Linked DNA regions of Gossypium hirsutum: region 2 is linked to region 1. Evidence: chromatin contacts called from public Hi-C data. All regions are on one chromosome and are shown on one strand. The core of a region is the stretch at or near the end of the contact, and the rest is flanking DNA. Distances in the headings are between cores, read along the strand shown.

Region 1 (4,617 bases), core at 922-3,421:
ACGAAGTATCCAACAGAAACCTGTAAAATATAGTAAGTAATAAGTATTTTAAAAAGGCCTAGGAATTGTACCAAAAGTTGGCACTTGAATTTTATCCAGGAAAGTGATCTTAGAAGCAGCGTATATATGAGACATAGTGATGCCATGTTTAATAAACATTTAAGATGGATACCCGGTTGAACATCTTAAAGATCACATAAGAAGGTTAAAACTTACCCCTAATCCAAAAGTAGAAAGTGGTGAGCTTCGGAAGACAAGAAGACCAGCAAGTTCATCAGAAAAGAGATTCGACCAGAAAACCAAGTACAACGACAAAGCAGAAATGAAAATGGCATGAACAGTAGAGATACCACTGCCAAAATACGTTAACGAGCAGTTAGGGAATGAACATGATAACAGAAGAAGAAAAATAAGGAGAAACTAGATCATGCACAACACTAACCGATTGTTCCACTCTACTCGTTGAATTTTAGTAAGACCAGGGTAAGTCTTGCTGTAAAAATTGCTGATTAACTGGGTAAGATCATATGCCTGAGTGATGAAAAGAAACATGTGAAATGAACATCATTAAAGGAAAAATCCATTCATCCAAGTTTCATGATAAAACGGTACTAGGGAACATCCTGCCTTAAGATTCAGTGATCCTGAATTCAAAAGTTGAAACATATTTAACATAGGAAAAACTCAATTTACCACTTTGCAAGCAAGAATGCCACCAAGGATGGAAGTGTATGGAATGAAGGGATCTGCAAATAAGTAGTTCTTAACCAACAACTGAGCCTGGTTTTGGTAAGACTTTATAGCCATCACTGTCTGTTTAGGCATTTCTCTCATATTGGAACCTCAAGATCACCTTAGCAACATGGGTGTCTCCTCTTAGTCTCCTCCCTCCTTCATTCATCAATGCCATAAACAAAAACAAATTGGTATCAGAGAAAAGAAAGAAAGCATTCATGTAGGTTTTAGAATAATGGTTCTAAAGAAGAAAATTAAGGAGGTTTCTACATTGGATACTACCACAAACCATATAGTCTACAAGCAAAGGCTTGAAGGAGATAAATAATCAACACAGATACCAACAATTTCCATCCTATTCCAAGATATAAGATCTCCTCCATGTAACGATAACTTCAATTCAGTCAAGTTAAAGCACACACGAAACAACTAAAATTCTTAAAGTTTAATCAAAATGAAGAAAGCAAATACTAATGGTAAGATTCAGATCAAGCAAGTATTCCCATTTCGGGTAAGCAAATGCAAATGCAAATATGCAATGAAAAAACATTGATATTTGAAGTAATCTATTTGAAGAACACTTAGATGGCATTGGATCAAGCAATCAAAAGTCATAACGATAGACGCAAAACAGCTAACAAATCCGATAAATCGACTTACCATAAGCATCTGTTACAAGCTTGAAGAAACAACCACGAAATGTAAGCAAAATGCAAGTTGGTATTTAAAGGAGAAAAGGAAAAAAAAAATAAAATCTTTGAAAGAGAAACCTTAAACCGGAGACCAGAAAAAAAAAGGTTTTTTTTCCAAGGCTAATCAATGCCTGAAACCCAGAAAAAACAAACCTTTAAAGACCCATAACTGAGTACAAATGGCAAAAACAGCAATGCAAAAATGAACAACAACCCATGAAAGAAGAAGAAGACTCAAAACCAAAACATAAGGTACACGAAACTAGAAAGAAGTGAAATCAAATCCTATTTTATCATTTGGGTACCAAAAAGAAAATGAGAGAGTGGCACCAACCGTAAGGTTTAATCAGTGTGGGAAGAGTATTTTGGAATCTTCAACCAACTCAATAATAACCAAAAATAATTGAAAGGTATAAAAAAATTCAAGCAAAAAAGAGCAGCAGCAGAAGAAGGAAAGAAGCAGTAGTGTGGATTGGTGAATATAGGTGCTGGGGGTGAATGGTGATGGGTCATGTAATGAGATTGGCTAATGAGAGACGTTGGGGGTGTTCAGCTTATTCGGTTGGTTTGGGGCACTTTACAGGGTGGAGATTGTGGAGTTTAGCCCATTGCAATCTTATCCTTGCAAGATTGAGAGGAAGATAATAATAAGACCAAAAATGAGAAATGTGTGACACTTGTTTTATGGGTTATGTTATGTTTTATATGTAGAAATTTTGGATTTTACTTTTTTTTTGTTTGCTTGAATCAATTCCAAAGCTCAAAGTGATTTAAAACTCTTCAAATGGGAAACATGTGGCTTGTTTGTTATCTAGTAACTTTTTTTTTTTGTCCAGAGAAGATTTATTTACATGGGTAAATATTAAATAATATAAATTCATCTTGTTCTTTTTAATAATTTTATTATAAGTTCTGATTATATCTGTTAAATTGTGTTGTTTTTTACTATTCTTGTTACTCTTTCTTGAATCCTAAATTTTTTCATTGCTTAGTGTGAGATTAAGTGTATACAATATATATATATATATGTAAGTTGTTTAAGAAGCATTGAATTTGAAGTAAAGTCTTTGGAGTATGGGGTTGTGAGGTGGGAACGGGTTCCATCATCCCTGAGCTCAAGTCCGGCCTTGGGGATCGTCTAGAAATGCAGTTGTTCAATGCTGAAAGGGGTTCAAAATATTATTTTTTAATTTTAAGGGGCTCAAAAAAAATTTAACTTTTAAAAGCCAAAAAAAAGTTTACCAACTTTTAAGGGTCCAAATATACTTTTACCAACTTTTGAAGAACCTAAAAAAATTTATGTAACTTTTAAAAAACTTAAAATCCCATTTTATTCTTCTATCTAAGGCCCAAAATATAAAAAAAGGGGCTTACCTGAGTTAATCACTATCCTTATTAGCACTAGAGTTTAACCATGAAATTTTTTTGTTAGAAATCAAAATAAAACGAAATTATGATATAATTAAAATGTAGTTGAAATTTTTATATAATAAATTTAATAAAATTGATATAAAATGTTAAATTAAAATATTAAATTTTATAATATTTTGAATTCAAATATATATCTTTTTGAATTTTATATAAAAATAAAAATATTTATAAAATAAATAATTCTACAATTAAATTAAAAACCATCCTTAAATAAAAGTATTGATGAAAGGTTTTAAAAAGTCCAAAGACATTAATTTGGCTATCTGGCACTGGCCTTCCCCTTATCCGCCCCATTAGCATTCCCTTAGCCTTGGCTTTCATTGTGCTTTTGGCATGAATGAACATCGTTTTATATTTTAGCAATTCTTTCCTCGAAAATGCAAGGATTTATTTATATTTAATATTATGTTATAATATATTAAAAAAAATTTATGCGAAAATTATGTAATTTGTTAAAATTAAATCAGCATAGATTTTTTTTAGATAAAACTACACGTAAGACAGTTAAATTATCAGTAAATTTATGTTTTGATCACATAAAAAATTTACAAAATAGTCACCGAACTATTCAAAAAATTTTATCCGAGTCATTGAATTGTTAAGTTTTTTTTTCTTTTTAAAGTATGGTTAGTAAACTCCAAACGACGATTTGACGAATGGTACAATGGATTAGTAGTCATCGACGAATATAAGAATATACCTTAAATTAAAGTCGATTTGGCAGTTGGTGTTTGAGATCAAATAAGAAAGTTACTTGAATTTTTGTTCATAGATTCACGACGCAAAGATGTTTCATAAAAAAAATTAAACTATGGAAAAAAAGGAGAATAAGAGCTTCCGATTAGTGCAACCGGTGTAAACAGAGAATGTCATACAACATCGCTTTTTAACAGCCTAATAGCTTAAATGAAAACTTTCGAATAGTTAATTGCCCATTTTGCAACATTTTGAAGTTGAATGATCAAAATATAAACTTTCTAATAGTTTAGTGACATTAAGAGTAGGGTTTTTTCTTTTTTTCAATTCATATATTTTTTTACGGAAATAGATTATTACGACACACACTAAAAACAAACAATCTCTATTACTTGAACTCATAAATTAAATTATGAGATAAATACTCATGACAAATAAACTAAATATCGAGATTATACTACAATTAACTTTTGATGTTAACTCAATTAAAAATTTAATAATATAAATAAATGTGTAATAAAATAATAAGTGAATATGATCTGCTTTTAATAAAATAGTGTTATGTGATTCCATAAATTTTAATAATAAATTAAAACAAGACGTGCATGAAATTCCAACCAACACCCCCATGTTCTTCATTTTTTATTTTTATTTTTTACTTTTTTAAACTACTACCTGCTTTAATTAGCTTATTTCAATCCAATCCTTTTATGCTTTCAAGGATTATATAATTACAAAAAGAAACTATGATAACCAAATTTCACCTAATTAAAATTTGGGTAAACTATACAAAAGGTCACCCAATTATGTCGTGTTCTTGTTTTGGTCACTAAACTTTAAATTTTTTCAATTTAAGTACTAATGTTTGAATATGTTTCTGTTTTAGTCACTTGCTGTTAATTTGACAACGGGAAGTCTTTTTCTAAATATAATGACATATTTAGTCCTCAATACTTACGTATATTGATTCTAAATAATTCAATAAATTTAACCTTTCATATTTTCAAATTCTATCAATTTGATCACCAAACTTTCTAACCAGAGCTTTCAGCTTTTAAAACAG
Region 2 (4,617 bases), core at 1,565-4,064, 440 kb before region 1:
CCTTAGGGCAAATGATGGAATGATGGCAATTTGGATTGTGGAAACTACTTAAGCACAATAGCTGAAAAGCAAACAATTGAATGCAAATTCTGTTTCAAAATGCAGGTCAAAATGAAGTTGGTTAACCTAGGACATGCTCAGAGGTGGGTGCTTCATTGTTCTTAAGTTTTTCAACTACGATATATCAAACTTCTTTAATTTATATAGGCCTTTCTTTCTACCTTTTTAATTCTGAAGTGACTGTTTCATAATGATTCTGTAGCAAAGAAACAAGAGAAAAAATTGGAGAGGGAGTGCGAATGGGATGGGAAAGGCGCCGTGAGAAGTTAATGCTGCAGGAAACTTGCCACTTTGAGTGGATGAACTTGATTGCTGAAGCATCTAGAAAAGGCTATCTTGGTGAGGAAGAGCTACGGTGGGATTCTTACAAGATACTAGATGAGCAGTTGACAAAGGAGTGGTTGGAAAGTGTCGAACAAAGGAAATCGATGCCTAGACCAAAAGGTAGCAAGAGAGCACCAAAATCCCCTGAACAAAGAAGAAAAATTGCTGAAGCCATTGCTGCCAAATGGGCTGATCCTGTAAGTGCTTGCATGATTGAATTTTTCTTTTTTATCCATCAGCAGTGAAAATTATGACATTGATCATAGGCATCTACAAATGTCACTTTATGGATGATATTGCTGACAAGATTTCCTTATGTCTTTGCGTCTGAATGTGGATTTTCCATTTCTTGTTATATGCTGAATAGGATTACCGCGAGAGAGTTTGCTCTGGCTTGGCAAAATATCATGGCATTCCATCTAGGGCTGAAAGAAAACCGAAGAGGAAGCCAGCGGCTGGTACACAGTCCAAGCAGAGCCCTCCAAAGAGGAAAGCTAGTGATAAAAACTATTCTTCTGGTAGTGAGACTATAAGCCCAATTGAGCGGTTAAGGATACGAAGAAGAAATAAACCACTTTATAAGGATCCTATGGCAAGCTCCAAGCTCGAGATGTTGAAGAACTTAAGAGCACAAAGAGCAGCAGAAGAATTAAAGAAAACCGAAGCTGTTGAAAGAGCAAGGTTAGCATTTGCTTACATTCAGCAAACATACATCTGTTAGAACCTTCATGGATATCCCCCTTAAGAATTCCCATGGATTATCACTTTTCTGCATTCTAAGTACCAATGAGAAAAGTAGGCTGCTAATTCTCTGGATAACTCAATGCTTACATATATGATACTGCAGGCTTTTGATTGCTGAAGCTGAGAAGGCCGCAAAAGCCCTTGAGGTCGCTTCAATGAAGAGCCATGTTGCTCGAGCTTCCCTTATTGAAACCAGAAAACTTATAGCCGAAGCAATTCAGTCAATTGAATCGATAGAGATCAGACACATTTCATCCGATGAGAATAGTGGATACATTTCTGTTGACTCGGCTGAACCGGTTAGCCATGTTGAGAACAAAATGCAATCAGAAAGCAGTGGTTCAGACCAAGCAGAACAGAAAGAAGTAAATGGGACTAAGCATGAAGAGTACAATTTCTCTGACTTTATTTTCCCGAAGATAGTGAATGGTGACAACGCCAAAGAACTTACTTCTCCATGCTCGAATAATCACAGTATATCAACTCTCAACTTTGAAAGTTTGATAAACTCTGATTCATCTAAGCAACTCAACCATTTGGAAACAAATGGGATGATCCAACATGAGAAGAATCCCATGCTAAATGGAATCAAAGTTGAGCTGAAGAATGATGATGTGCCGTCTAAAGCAGTCGCTGTAACTAAGAAATGGGTCCGTGGTAGGCTTGTTGAAGTCACTGACGAAGCTTCATAAGTATCATAAACTACACAACGGATCTTCATATAGAGCTTCTTCAACGTACTTTGCTGTGGAGTTTGATTCCTGCTACCAGCTATATTTTAACGATTGCAATTTGCAAAATCTCTGTTAATGCATCTTTTTCAGTACTTAAATTATTTATTTATTTTAGATTCTAATTTTAGATTAGCAAAAAGGGTATTGCCCTTCAATCTCTAAGCTTGTTCTTCTTTGTTATTTCCTTCTTTCCATTTTACTGTTTCATTGGGAGAGCAATTAGCAACTGGTTGTTTTGGTTAAAAGAATCGATTTAATCCACTAATTTTATACCTTAACCAATTAATTGACCATCTTAATTCTTAATCCATCTAATTGCTCACTTATGTTTTTGTAATTTTTTTAAACAGGAGAAATGAAAAGTAAAACACTAGTAAGATTTTTTTTTCTTTTAGTTTTGATTACTTTTTTTTATATGATTTTATATAATTATTATATTTTTAAATGTATTTAAAAATAATATATATTAAAAATTAATTAAATCCATCTATTCAATTACAAAATTTTATAATGATTTAATTTAGATATAATAATAAATTTAATTCTCAATATTTATATTTTTTTGTCAATTTAATCTTTATTTTTTTAACTAAGTTTGACCATTAATTTTTTTTAAAAAGAGTCAAATTATTTTTCTTTATTGAAAATGCTAACTAAAGCATTAATTTTTTAAAAATATCTACATAATAATCTGCATGACAATCCAATTGACATTTCAATAAATAATTTAAAAAGTCTAAAATTTAAATTTTAAAAAATTATAAAATTTTCATTAAAAATTTAAAAATAATCATATAAAATACACATATATTATCATAAAAATTATTATATTTAAAATTTTAACATTTTAATTAATATTTTTATTAAAAATTAAACTTCTTGAAGGGTTTAAATAAGAAAAGAATGAGAAATGCGTAAATGTTAAATATTATGCCTTAATTTATTTTAATCACTTACGAAATCGAGGGTTTGCTCAGCTGTCATGTTCGCTACTTTGCAATCTCTCACGTGTGAGGGCACAATACGAGGTCGTTTCCTTGCAGGAAAATATCAGATCGGACCGGTAGTGAGTCTTTTTCCACCGACCGTTTCTTCCTTCTCAACTTTCGCCATCCCCAACTCCACAGACGATAAATTTTCTCAATTTTTTTATCAAATCCCTAAATTGTAAACCAATAATCACCGAAACCCCGGATTTCCTTAAGTCCCTAGTTATATCGTCACCGACTCGGTCATTCACTCCTTCACTCGCTCACTAACTCACTAGCAAAAAATGGACCGAGATTCATCCGACGAAGACGACGCCAGACGAAACTTAACCTATCAAAACGACACCACAAGATCCGGTTTCAATGTCGAAGGGCTCGAACCACAAATGCGACGTCGTTCCAAGCTCACCTTCCACAAAGGTTATCTCTTCGCCCTTGTGCTCCCTCTGCTCATCGTCTTTATCTACTTCTCCATCGATATTCGCTCCCTCTTCACTTCCGATATCTCCTCCTTTAAATTCAATACGGTGTCGAGTCAAATCAGAGAATCCCAACTCCAAGCTCTTCACTTGTTGAACCAGCAGCAAAGTTCCCTTCTTTCTATCTGGAATCACACTTTGGTTAACTCTAATAACATCACGACCGTCCAATTTGATGATATCAAAGCCACATTGCTCACCCAGATCACGTTAAACAAACACATCCAGCAAATTCTATTATCCCCTTACAAAGCCGGAGACACCCTTCAAAACGGCACCGCTTTGGATCCCAGTTCTGCCGGTTACAGTTTCCACCGTTGCAGAAAAGTTGACCAGAAATTTTCTGAAAGAAGAACCATTGAATGGAAACCCAGACGGAATAAATTCTTGTTCGCGATTTGCTTGTCGGGTCAGATGAGTAACCATTTGATTTGCTTAGAGAAACATATGTTTTTCGCGGCGATTTTGAATCGGGCATTGGTGATTCCGAGTTCGAGATTCGATTATCAGTACAACCGGGTTCTGGATATCGCGCACATCAACGATTGTATTGGTAAAAAAGTTGTTGTACCATTCGAGGATTTTATGAAATTGAAGAAGAATCACGCTCACATTGACAAATTCATTTGCTATTTCTCGACCCCGCAGCCGTGTTACATGGACGAAGAGCATTTGAAGAAGTTGAAGTCGTTGGGAATTTCGACGGGGAAATTGGAGGCTGCTTGGAAGAATGAGGATGTTAAGAATCCGAGTCGAAAGACGGTCAAGGATGTGGAGGAGAAGTTTGGGTCTGATGATGATGTGATTGCAATTGGGGATGTTTATTTTGCCGATGTGGATAGAGATTGGATGTTGCAACCAGGCGGTCCGATTGCTCATAAGTGTAAGACGTTGATAGAGCCAAGTAAACTTATCTTGTTGACTGCTGAACGGTTCATTCAGACGTTCTTGGGTAGTAATTTTATCGCTCTTCATTTCCGGCGACACGGCTTCTTAAAGTTCTGGTATGTTTTTCTATTTTGTTGTGATTTATTGCTTAGGAAGACGGGAACCTTCATAGTTTTACGCTACAGAATAAAAAGCAAAACATTAAAATGATGGCATTGGGCGTATTTTGCTTTGATTTCGAAGTGTTGGAAATTTGCTAGAGCATGAGGGAGAGTTTGTTCATAATTATTGAGAATCTCAATTTGAGTCGAAAGTGTTTTGCGATGATGATTGATGTCGGTTTGTGTGAATGCCACTAACATTTCTTGCTTATTCCCCAGCAATGCTAAAAAGCCAAGC

What was found. A called contact is a pair of places that touch in the nucleus more often than the background predicts.
Region 2: a contact with region 1 is called in a Hi-C map of leaf, with 5 times the contacts expected there. The contact joins the promoter of LOC107897468 here to the promoter of LOC107897479 in region 1. A contact is called at or near these places in 4 of 34 Hi-C or Micro-C datasets (all in leaf).

The regions. Positions count from the first base shown.
Region 1 is chrA10:4,651,915-4,656,531 of Gossypium_hirsutum_v2.1, reverse strand. It overlaps LOC107897479 (TLC domain-containing protein 4), which reads right to left and starts at 2,171. Exons shown (of 9, transcript XM_016822951.2): 1 at 1,762-2,171; 2 at 694-891; 3 at 443-531; 4 at 217-352; 5 at 1-20. The coding sequence starts at 834.
Region 2 is chrA10:5,091,756-5,096,372 of Gossypium_hirsutum_v2.1, reverse strand. It overlaps LOC107897468 (O-fucosyltransferase 36), which reads left to right and starts at 2,814. Exons shown (of 3, transcript XM_016822939.2): 1 at 2,814-4,334; 2 at 4,599-4,617. The coding sequence starts at 3,136. LOC107897467 reads left to right here. Exons shown (of 7, transcript XM_016822938.2): 4 at 106-143; 5 at 263-581; 6 at 752-1,065; 7 at 1,232-2,107. The coding sequence ends at 1,820.